Regions from separate parts of the Callithrix jacchus genome. Here region 1 is linked to region 2. Evidence: chromatin contacts called from public Hi-C data. All regions are on one chromosome and are shown on one strand. Each heading gives the region's core, a stretch centred on a gene start, on an enhancer-like site or on the middle of the called end of the contact. The rest is flanking DNA. Distances are from core to core; before and after follow the strand shown. Region 1 overlaps MED12L (mediator complex subunit 12L). Region 2 holds the start of P2RY14 (purinergic receptor P2Y14).

The links. A called contact is a pair of places that touch in the nucleus more often than the background predicts.
Region 1: a Hi-C map of skeletal muscle shows a contact between it and region 2, with 6 times the contacts expected there. The contact joins the enhancer-like site here to the promoter of P2RY14 in region 2. A contact is called at or near these places in 3 of 3 Hi-C or Micro-C datasets (induced pluripotent stem cells and skeletal muscle).

Annotation. Positions count from the first base shown.
Region 1 is chr17:34,004,909-34,010,698 of calJac240_pri, reverse strand. All of the region lies in intron 14 of MED12L (mediator complex subunit 12L), which reads left to right. All of the region lies in intron 1 of P2RY14 (purinergic receptor P2Y14), which reads right to left. Among named protein-coding and RNA genes, the nearest start is that of GPR171, 29 kb to the left of the region's middle. Within about 2 kb of position 4,363, at least 6 of the 16 cell types and tissues checked have an H3K27ac peak or open chromatin away from gene starts, as enhancers often do.
Region 2 is chr17:33,955,339-33,961,234 of calJac240_pri, reverse strand. It overlaps P2RY14 (purinergic receptor P2Y14), which reads right to left and starts at 2,554. Exons shown (of 3, transcript XM_054247022.2): 1 at 2,435-2,554. All of the region lies in intron 14 of MED12L (mediator complex subunit 12L), which reads left to right.

The sequences.
Region 1 (5,790 bases), core at 3,114-5,613, 48 kb before region 2:
CAATATACCCAAGTAACAAATTTGCACATGTAACTGCTGAACCTAAAAGAAAGAAAGAAAAGAATATTGCTTACTTCCAGGGAGGGAAGTAGGAGCAAGTCCATCCTCCTTACAACCAACCAAATGCCACGTTTTAACTTGCAAGTGGGAGCTTATAAGTGGTAGGGTGGTTGGATTTTGCTGTATCTGTGATATTTTATTTCTTAAATTCTGAGTCAAATATGCCTAATATTACTGTTAACCCTGGTGACTAGCACATTGGTGTTACCAACATTAGTGTCTGCACTTTCGTTTTTATATATTTAAATTATTTCATAATTAGAAATAAAAGTATCTATGAAGAATGGATTGCCTTCAAATAATCCTTTTATCAGTACCCACTTTTGATGTGCATTTTTCTTCCTGTTCTTTGTTCAGTTCCTATAAAGGCGCAACTTTTATATTTTTTTCCTTCCTCTCAGTCCAGGCATCAAAAGCTTTAATACGTCGTGCTCTGGACCTTTTTCTATGAAATAAATACTTGTTTTCTAGCTGATTCTTTGTTAATAGAAAATAGTATAGATGTATGTAATCATTGTATACATTTCTAAACTTACTAAAGCCATTTTCTTGCCACTTTAGTCTCTCTTGCCCTAATGTTTAACACTTTTTTTTGATGCCTGTGTGATCCCCTGCATGGTTTTCATAGTATTTATGTGTTGTATATTTATAGTCATGTTATTACATCTTAAGTTGTTAAAATAACTGACAGCATTTTATATATTTAAAATATTTCATATTATTTACTCGAGCTACTTAATTCTGTCTGTCATGAGGCTCCCAGCCTTATCCCACGGAGAGCTGGATATTTTAGAACTTCTTTCACCCTGCCTATTGGCCCTGGCTTTCTCCCCCAGCACTGTGACTTCTTAGGCTGGGTAAACAATGTCCTGTGCTTCTGAGTCATAGACCTGTCCACGATGCCAATCAATTTCACAGAAGTTACTGTTCTTTCTCTGTAGTTGGCTACATTTCCCTTATTTCTCAGAAATCCTTCTTCTACTTAGCTCCTGTGTTAGTCTGCTGTCTGCTGCTGTAACAGAATACTACAGATCGAGTCATTTATAAAGAAATAAAATGAATTTGGCTCACGGTTCTGGATTCTGTGAAGCCCAGGATGGAGGGGATGCATCTGGTGAGTCCTTCCTGCTGCGTCATGGTGGAAGGGCAAGTGAGCATGCAAGACTGAGGGAAAAAGAGGGCCAGCTTCTGTGATAGTATCATTACTTTGTTCACGAGGCCTTTGCCTTCATGATTGAATCATCCCTTAAAGGTCTCGCCTCTTAATGCCATCACAATGGCAAATCAATTTCAAATGAATTTTGAAAGGGACACTGAAACCATTGCAGCTTTCTGTCAGATCCTGCCAGTGGCTGTCTCATCCCTGTTCTGCATTCCCGGGCACTCTTGTCTGTGCCCTCTCTGGGCTCAATCAAGGAGAATCTCACTTTCTTCTTCCCTCAGAAGAAGAAACCCTCCCACCTCCTTATCTTGTTTCATCACCCAGAGCATTAAATGTTTGACACTCACCACACTTCTCAGAAGCTGTCAGGGACCTAATTTCTAAGTCTGTTGTCTTTTTCTCAGTTATCCTGTTTCCTGACCTCTTTGCAACATTTGATATCATTGATTTCCCCTTGTTGAAATCTTCTGTTTCTAAAGTACATTGTAACCTTTGGCTCCTCTTTATCCCTGATATTTCTTCCTTTGCCAAGGCTTTTGTTCATTTTCTTACTAAAGCCATCAGAACTTGCTTGCCATGCCCTGTGGAAACATATTAGGGAACTCTCAGGAAGATTCCAGTCTAGGGGGAGGCTGAACAGAGGGACACTTCAAGGTGTGACACTGGACCATCATTGAAGGAGGAAGCACAGGAACAGAGTGAGCACATATCTAGCTTCAGGAATGGTGACATCAGGGCAGCCTTCCTGGAGCATGTGGTAATGAATATTGGCAAATGAGTTGGTTTTAGCTAGGTTAAGAAGAGGGAAGTTGTTTTGGGGTGAGAGAGCTATAGGAACAGGCATCAAGACTGCCATGAGATGCTGTCACGGTGGGGGAACGTGGATGGCCTAAGATCTTGGGTAACATGATGAAGCCTTGCCAATGAGTAACCTTTACCACCATTTTACAGATGAGGAAACTGATGCTTAAAATGGTTACATAACTCATCAAAGGGCAGCTAGCTCATAGCCAGACAGTATTCAGACTAATGTCTGCTTGACTCCAAGCCAGGGCTCCCTTGCTCCTGAAAGAATGTGGAGGCAGCATGTTTTATTTGAATGTGATTCTGTACACAGGCCCTTCAACATTCTCCTGGAGTCCCATCTTGAGGAGTCAGCCAGTATTTTCTATTTTTTCAGGAAAGGAATGTGCATGTGTGTACGCTTGAGAATATATATTATTGTTTTTGATCTGAGTTTAAGGTTCTGCACGATGTGGATGCCTTCAGTTTCTTCAGTTATTTTCCAGAAACTGCAGCATAGAGAACTATGCCATGTTCTTTTTATTTGCCATTTTCTAAAAGTGTTTAAAATGAGTTTCTGATTTTAATTTTGACCCAGCTTTCTATCTCCACTGACATAAAGAGAGCTATAGAGTCGGACTATCATGAATGGTGATTATAACAAGTGACATTAACCTATAAATGGTGGAAACTCTTCTGCATGGAAAAACCCAGATTTGCTGCATCTGGTTTGGATGCCACAGGTGGATCCCCTGGGGCTCATGGCATTGTTTGCTGTTCTGCTCGCTGCTATGTTACCTTCAGCCAGTTTTCTCTGACATTAGATGTGAGCTCTTGATCAGGTCACTTGATCCTAACTCCTGCTGCTATGACCCATTGACTTTACCTTCAGTTAGAATCCATTGACCAACATGTGTTAATATAACTTAAAATTGGCTGAATGCTGTGGTCACATACTTTCAATGAGGAGCTGTGCTAAAGTTTTTACGTTTAGAAATAATCTGAATGTTCTTAGGCCGAATTGCAGATACCCAAGAACTTCCTCTTCTACCAAAGCATAAACTCAGCCCTCTGTTGATTCCCTCTTGATCTTCCTATTCACAAACTTTACAACCCATGAAGATAAAAGAAATCTGAATTTCTGCTACAAACAGATCCAACTCTCGATTATGCATAGAATAGGGGCTGGATTAGGATGGATTATAAACTGATAATGTCCAAACATAGTCTTTGTTTTCTAACCACTTCCCTCAAAACACTTTTAGCAGAGCTTGTGGCAGAGTTGGAGTCTGGCATATTGGGCGTGTCTAAGAACTCCAGCCTGTCTTCACTTTGTGATTATGCAAGTGGATCATGGGAGCTGCCAGTGGAGGGTGAGGTGTGGCATAGGCACCTCGTGACTTCCGATGGATACGTGGTCATGCAGTCTTGCCCAATGCCAAACTTTGGGGGCCAGGAAAATGGCCACCCACTATTAGCCTTTACCCTAGGGACTGTATCTGGGTAGTCAGGATGGACTTGCAAGCTTTCACCTGTAATATTTGGAATAGTCCAGGGTTTCTCAACTTGGCACTCACTGTTGACTGTGTTTTGGGTTTCAGTTTCATGTGGATGGGCTGTCTTGTGCATTGTTGGTGGTTTAGCTGCATCCCTGGCCTGTATCCACTAGATGCCAGTAGAACCCCATGATTTCTGCACCCAGCCATGTCGCCAGACATATCTAAATTTTCTTGAGAACCACTGGAATGGCCCCTTAATGGTAGGTATATTTGAGATTGTTTTGATACAGGAAGAGAATTGAGCTTTCTTGTTGGGATGAAACCTTAACTGTAATTGAATAACTCATCAGCAATAAGTAATCCATATGCTAAGATCTAGGAATGTGAAGTAGGTTTTATTTACTGCTCTTTTGGAATAGTGGACAGATAGTGCAGCGTAATGATTACCTGCATGCTTGTGGGATGCAGTGGGCCTTGGCTACTGCATGACTCAATTTCTTAAAAGCTAGGATATTGCAATAATTACTAACTGCCTTTGTGCATCAGTTTTTACATGTCTAAAATGAAGGGGAAGTAGTAGCTACCTCCGGGGTTCCTGTTCCCTTAAGAATCAAATACCTGGTGTGAGGCAGGGTGTGACTCAGTGGGAACATTGCTCATATAGGGAGTGACTCAGCTGATAACAGAATAAACAAATGCCTTTGGGACTCAGTCTCCTAGTCCTTCCCCCAGGGCAGGCTCCTGACAGTTTCCCCTGCTTCTCCAAGTTTGTTTAAGTCTCTTCTGCAGTGAAATGCAGGGCTGCAGCAGGCACAGTAGACCCTTTGTGGAGTGCTCTGAGCTTCCTTAAGTGTGTGGCCCAGCGGTGCTTGCACACAGGACAAATTGGGAGAGGTTGTGCTTCTGATGACCCCTCTGTTGTGGTCACAGGAAGTGGCGCTCAGCAATAGAGCGTATGTGGGAAGCACGGAGTGTTTCAGTTCTTATTTATCAGTCCATACACAAGGCTAATCTTTCATGAGAGTGGCACAAAGCTCTGCATAACTCAGTTCCTTTTTCTCCTGGAACTGGGTTGAGTTGCCTGAATTACTGAATTTTTTCCAGGCTGTTCTTCTGCAGCATTGTTTTGGAATATGTGGTCCTATTCCCTGGGGCCAGGCAAGGAAATGAATCCTTGACCTCTTTTTGCCTCACTGAGATGGTGTTTGCATTTCTCAGGCAAGCAGTACTGAGATCTGCAGATCATGGGGCTTTTAGACCATTAGCAGTTATCCTTTGCTGTGAAGATGGATACAGATTTCCATTTGTGAGAAAAAAACAGCTTTAACTGCTTAGCGAAATATCAACCACTTGTATGTTTGTTCAAGATTAGGCTTATATAGCCAAAGGAAAAGAATATAAATATCCAGAATTTTAAGTGGGAGTAGAAATACTGGACAGAAGTGACTCCCATACACTTTCTAACCCAAAGTGTTACATGTTTCCTCCCTTTTTTCTGTATTAATCCCTGTTAGAAGGATCTTTGATTTTAGTAAAACACACTGTGGTAGTAACTTAGGAGTTGAGCAGTTAAACGAATTCGTGTTTCATTAAATAGAGCATACAGCAGTGGAGCAACTGTATTAGTTGCAAACTTAGTAGGACTTAAGGGTGAAAGGTGCATTTTTATGTAGCTTGAAGATGGTGTTCAAGTTGTATTTAAAGTCAAAGACCTTTACTTTTTATGAGTCCTAGGCTCACATGTTGGGATCTGTTGTTGAATGTACGTGTCTTTTTTAGACCTTTTGTGATGATGTTTCACATGTCCAATGGATTTCAATAGGAGTCACTTAGGTACAGTGTAAGAAAATAGTCTTATGTCTTGCCCTGCCCCAGGGGAGCTGTTAGATGTCATTTCATTATTTCCTTGGATATAATCTCTGCGTGTAAAAAAAAAAATCTGTTAAACACTCGTTTCTATGTATACTGTACACTATACTTTGATGCTCGTGATGTCCTTGGACTGTGTGAAACATGCCAGGACTAGTTTTGTTTTACTCCATGCTTTTTATTTTTTAAATGCAGCCTTACACCTGCTCCCTTCTAATCTTTCTTTGAACTCTATATGTTACTGCTTTTCTCTTTAGTATTTTTAGCATCTCTTTCTGTCTAGAGGCTACTTCCCTTCAATCTTTATACCTGCTCAAAGTCCTTAATAAAACAAAGTAAAAAAACCTGTATGTCCGGAAGTCATGGCACCCCAGTAGCTGTAAACTTGATCAAGCCATTTTAAAATAACAAAAGTAA
Region 2 (5,896 bases), core at 1,305-3,804:
TATCACTGTGTTAAAGACTTTACAAATACTATCTGATTTAATCCTTACAGTGCTGTTTTACAGATAAGGAAATGGGAAGGAGGGGCAGTCCTGACATGGAGAGGCTTTTTCCCCCTACTCCTGTCCCCTCTTCCCAGTTGTATTCTGTTTAAAGATGTTAGCAGTAATTACGATCATGCTTTTAGCTATAACTTTTTCTCAAATTAAATGTACATAGCACTAGATAAAACATTTTTATAGTAGGAAATTTTAAATAGTATTCTAAAATACATGGTGGAAGAGGATTGAAGAAGATTGAAGGACATGGTAATGGTGATTGGGTGGAAGGGCAGGGAGTGGATATACTTATGGTGAGGCTGGGCTGATTGGAATCCTGTGGGCTGCAGGAGCCACCCACAATGAATGGTGTGAAGGCATCCTCCCTGTGCTGAGAGGATTCAGGCTCCTGGGTAGATAAGCTGGGTGGCCTTGCTCAGGATAGTCACACCCTCTGTACCTGCTTCAACTGTGAAGTGGGCACTGTTAACACCTCAGCAAATTATACTTCTTTTTTCACATCCTACCCACTTCCCCTGAGTCTTCATGCTTTGAATGCCTTGGAATCTCCCCACTTGTGTTTTATTTTTTATTTTTTGAGATAGGGTCTCAATTTCTCACCTATTGAGGTGGCCCAGTCTAGGCTCCCTGCAACCTCCACCTCCGGGGCTCAGGCTATTCTCCTGCTTCAGCCTCCTGAGTAGCTGGAATTATAGGCATGTGCCACTACTGCCCAGCTAATTTTTGTATTTTTAGTAGGGATGGGTTTTCACCATGTTGGCCAGGTTGGTCTCGAAGTCCTGACGTCAAATGATCCACCCACCTCTGCCTCCTAAAGTGCTAGGTTTACAGACATGAGCTACCTTGCCCAGCCTCCCCAACTTTTTGTGCCAGACATGGCAATATATAGTTCATGCATATATGCCAGTGTGTAATTGTGTGTGCACATTGTATGCATGTTTGTAGATATGGTATTTATAAGTTTTATAGAAATATAAAATGTATTGCATGTTTACAAATCAAAATTTGCCATTTTCGTATTTTTTGAGTGCACTGTTTTTAACTTAATAGCTAGGTTTTTCTTTTAGTGCTAAAACTGATTATCAAGTTTGTATGTTTTAGAAAGTTGAATATGCAAACTACAATTTATTTTTTTTACTAGCGTGATCTTTGATTCATTTTCTCCATAGGATTGTCATTGGTTAAAAAATATATATTTATAGACAAGATGGATTGCATGGGCTTGATTGAAATGCTGACATTGTGAGCCTGTGCTGCTTCTCCTGAATGTAATTTAATTTATAATGTTTAAAGTATTAGAAGTAATTTAGTTGGTTAGTCATAGACTATAAGTAAGTAGCAAATGAACTCATATTTGCTATGCATAGGCCGGACATTTTTGTGATTTACAATTTAAAGGCATTTTATTAGATGTTAATGGGGTAACTTATCCCAATAATGACAAAGATAAAAGCTTTTACCTATATAAATATATGTACAAATAAATGTAACTGGCCAGGTGCAGTGGCTCATGCATGTAATCCCAGCACTTTGGGAGGCTGAGGTGGGTGGATCACGAGATCAGGAGTTTGAGACCAGCCTGGCTAACATGGTGAAACCCCATCTCTGCTAAAAATACAAAAATTAGCCAGGCATGGTGGCACGTGCGTCTAATCCCAGCTACTCAGGAGGCTGAAGTAGGAGAATTGCTTGAACCAGGGAGTGGAGATTGCAGTGAGTCGAGATCGTGCCACTGCACCCCAGCTTGGGTGACAGAGCAAGACTCTGTCTCAAAAAAAAAAAAATTAATTGCAAGTGTATATCTGTACACATATGCAACTGCAAACAAAAACATTTATATTAACATAAGTTTTACTCTAATTGAGTTTATAGTTTTCAGAAGCAAGTTTGATACACATTTATGAGCTTTTGAAATGTTTGTCCTGGGTGAATACCTTTTAAACATTTTCTTTATAAATATGTTTATATATTTATATATAATCTTTATAAATATTTATATTTGTGTATATGTATGTTTATATTTATATACAATCTATAAATATATTTGTATATATTTATATGTAATTTTTATATTTATTTTATAAGTAAATATATTGTCTTCATAAATATTTATATTTTATATTTCTTCATCACAGATATATTTTGACAGCCATGATTGGAAACCCTAAATAATCATAAATGATAATATTTCAGAATTGGATCCCCATATTAATATGCTAATTACAGTTGTCAAACAAAAAGTAACCTACTGAGAAAAATATAAGCGGCAATGGCCCAGCGTTTCCCAGCCTTGTTGCTGCCCAGCTCAGAAATCTTTTCTGTTCCCATGCGCCTTTCACATACACACAAGTCATTGCATGGAAAAGCTGTTTCTTACCTGCGTCTAGGCCTTCATCGGTGAGAGTCACACACCACTCATTTTGAAATACTCTCAAGGTAGGCTCCAAGGTAACACTGTTAGAGAGTTCTTGCTCATCTTCAACTATGGATGAAAATCAGGAACTTGACAGAAACCACGAGATAGTGAGTCTCTCTGCAGCTGTGGTCAGATAGAACTTATTGAAGACTAGGATGGGGAAACAGAAAGGAAAAGACATTTTCATCTCTGCGGGTATCAGGCTGACTTCTGAGCTAGTTCCTTTCCTCCAGTAATGCAAAAATAATCCTCCTTTTTTATTTGCCCTCCTGCTTTTCACCACATCATCTGGTGCTCAACCAGGCAACAACCTGTTTTCTAACCTTTGCCATTGTCAAATGCAACATGTGGTATGAGGTGGAGAACTGATGTGTAAGAACTGTGTAAGATATGGTTCTTTCTGAAGCACCCGCAGAGGAAATTGTTAGCAACTTCACAGTTTAACATGCAGAGATGGGTGGTTGGAGCTACCTGGAAATGCGGAATTAACAGAATAAAGAAGCATTTCGACACTAATGTCGACATCTTTTAGATAAGAGGTGTTGCATTGCCATTTTTTTCACACTAATTTTCCCATATTTGAACACTACTGATAAATAGATCTCAAGTAGGACTTCAGATAAACTCCTCGTGTGTTAACATTTTGCTATTGGTGCTGTCTGTTACTATTTTGAAAGTCTTCATATTTTGACTCCTTTTGCTCTGTAATGTAATTGGTGATGTCCTGCAGTGCTCCAATGTCTTTCCCAGTGACCATTACTGCCGTTAGATTTGAAAGTCCTCAGAAGATGGCTAAAAAGTCGTCTTCAAAATGTGTAACTCTGAACCAGAAAGAAAGAAAACAAGGGGCTGAAAAGCCTACTTTATAAGGCTTCTGCATTTTAAGTGTGTTTACTTAGGCTGTTCGATTGCAAATTATGGGTAACAACTCGTAAAGTTCAGCTTGCCTTAAAAATATAACGATTCGTTTGCAGTCGTAATAATTATCACTGGCTTATGACATGCCAGCTACTATTCTAGTTGTTTGACATGTACTTGCTATGTAGGAGGCAGTGTTCTGGACATTGGAGATGGAGTAGGGACTAACACATACCCAAAACGTTATTTCTTTCATGAAGAGTGTTTTCTTATTTTCTGTCTCACACACTGACTAGTCACTATTGATCCTTGGCAAAGACCAGTGAGACGCAGAGCTTGTTTAGAGAAGTTCTCCATTTCTCCCTGGCAGAGGGACTCTTCTTCAGATCTCCAGAGGGTCCCAGTAGTCCCCACTGATGCTTTGATTGAGGGGCTAATAATACTGATGGGCACAGAGAGGCTTGTTAGCTTCAGCTGCAGTGAGTTCTGGTGGGTAAATAAACTTAAGGACAAGTGGAAATGAGGGGGAGCCGCTAGAGCCTGGTTATTACCAGGGTGCATTGAGAGTCCTCCATGTAAACATTTTGCTGATTAAATGGATGATTTGGCATGAACAGCATCTCTAAGCTGCAGCTCTCAAGACTTTCCTGATTTATTGCAGGAGATGCTGTTTACTCTGACAGCCTCAAACACCCATTAATTGTTCCAGGTCTGTTTTGTGCTTCTTGACTTCCCCATGGGGTGTTCCACATACCTGTTATTGAGTATGACTGGGGAGAACGTTGTAATTTCTTTGACTGAAGCCGCTTGCTTTCCTTTTAATGCCAGGAATTGCAAAGTCCAAGGCCAAAAGGATAGCCCTACCAGTGGTCCCCTAATGGCAGGTGGTACAAATGGGGTGGATTCTATGTGAGATGCTTGGGAGTAGAGGGATTATGAAGTGGAGAGCTAAAGGGAAGGGGGTCAGCTGTGTCTGGAAGCTTGCCAGAGCCGTGGGCCTCATCTTGGGATAAGCCAGTGTCTTCAGAACATTCAATGCTGATTTGCATGTGTTGTTCTGAACACTGTGTGTTTTAACTTGAGTGCTCTAACGACCCCATGAGTGCTAGAGGTTTGTCTACTTCCTCATCCCCACCTTTTTCTTAATAGACAAGGAAACTGAGACATGGATATGTTACATCAGGTCTCACAGCCTCTGGGGCTGGGATTTAAACCCTGGCAGAGTCTGGATCCTGTGCACTGGTACTGCACTTTTGTTTTTTTTTGAGACAGAGTTTCACTCTTGTTGCCCAGGTTGCAGTACAGTGGTGCAATCTCAGCTCACCGGTGACTTCCGCCTCCCAGGTTCCTGTGATTGACGCTGAGGGGTGGGGAGGGGGCAGACAGCCGGGGCACTTTTCCGTTCATCTGCAAAGATTGGATCAAGTCCCAGCTGCACATACTCATACACTTGATTGAAGCGTCCTCTTTCCTTACTAGATCCTTTCACAGCCAAAACACATGGCAATCCTTAGAGAAGTAACTATTCTTTTTTTTACAGATGAGAAAACAGAGCCTCAGAAAATTTGACTAAGGGTTATCTAAGCCCGAAAGTGACAGGACTAGACTTAGTAGTCTTTAGGTTGTGCTGGACATTTTGTGAAGATGCTTAAATAAAAGTTTAGCTTGTTCACATTTTATTAGAATTGGAAGCAAGTATTAATGTTTGAAAAAATATTTTAGTCTGACAAACAATATTTATTATATTTTGATCTGTTTTTTAAAGTTAGATATTTCATTATGACTTTTAGCAACACAGGCAACTTGACTCTTCCACACTAGACACCAGGCATAATACAACATAGCTCATAACAACATTATAATTAAAACAATAGAGGTCCTGGTCCTTGTGTCCAAGAATCTTTTAGAAAACAAAATCTAAAATAGTCAATATTTTCCTTTTATCTGTGGTGGTTTAATTTATGTGAAATAGTTCTGAGTTCCCCTTTCCTTTTGTGGAATACTTAAAGTACTGTGGATTTCCTCCTGACTCATCTTTTTCTCAAAGCCCTCAACATACCTCTGATATGACAAACACCCCTAGCCCACCCTGTGTGCTCACACATTCTTCAATAACATTTCCAGGCAGGACTCTGCCTTATTAGTAATAGGACTAGTTATATAAAACGTCCCTTGTGTATTCGTACTACAAATAGAGTGAATTTAACGCACGTAATCCCCAAATCTGTCCCCAAATATGTTTCCAGTCAGTTTCTATCCAGCCTGTCATCAACTACCCATAAATAGCTGGCTGTCTTACATCTTGATTCCATACATGTCCTATTTTGCTCCTTACCCCAGGATTCAAATATGCATAATTCTTACTATTATGTCTTTTGAAATCGTTTTTCCTTGAAGTACCGAGACAACTTTTTTGTTACTGCCCTTCCCCAACCTTTTCCCCAGTTGCTTTATTGAGCACAGTGAGTAAGACACCTGTGCACCTGGCCTTGTCACCACTGGCTGTCTTGGAGACTTGTTCATGTGAGCCTTATTCTTTTTTGTAGCTTTGTAGTATTCCATAAT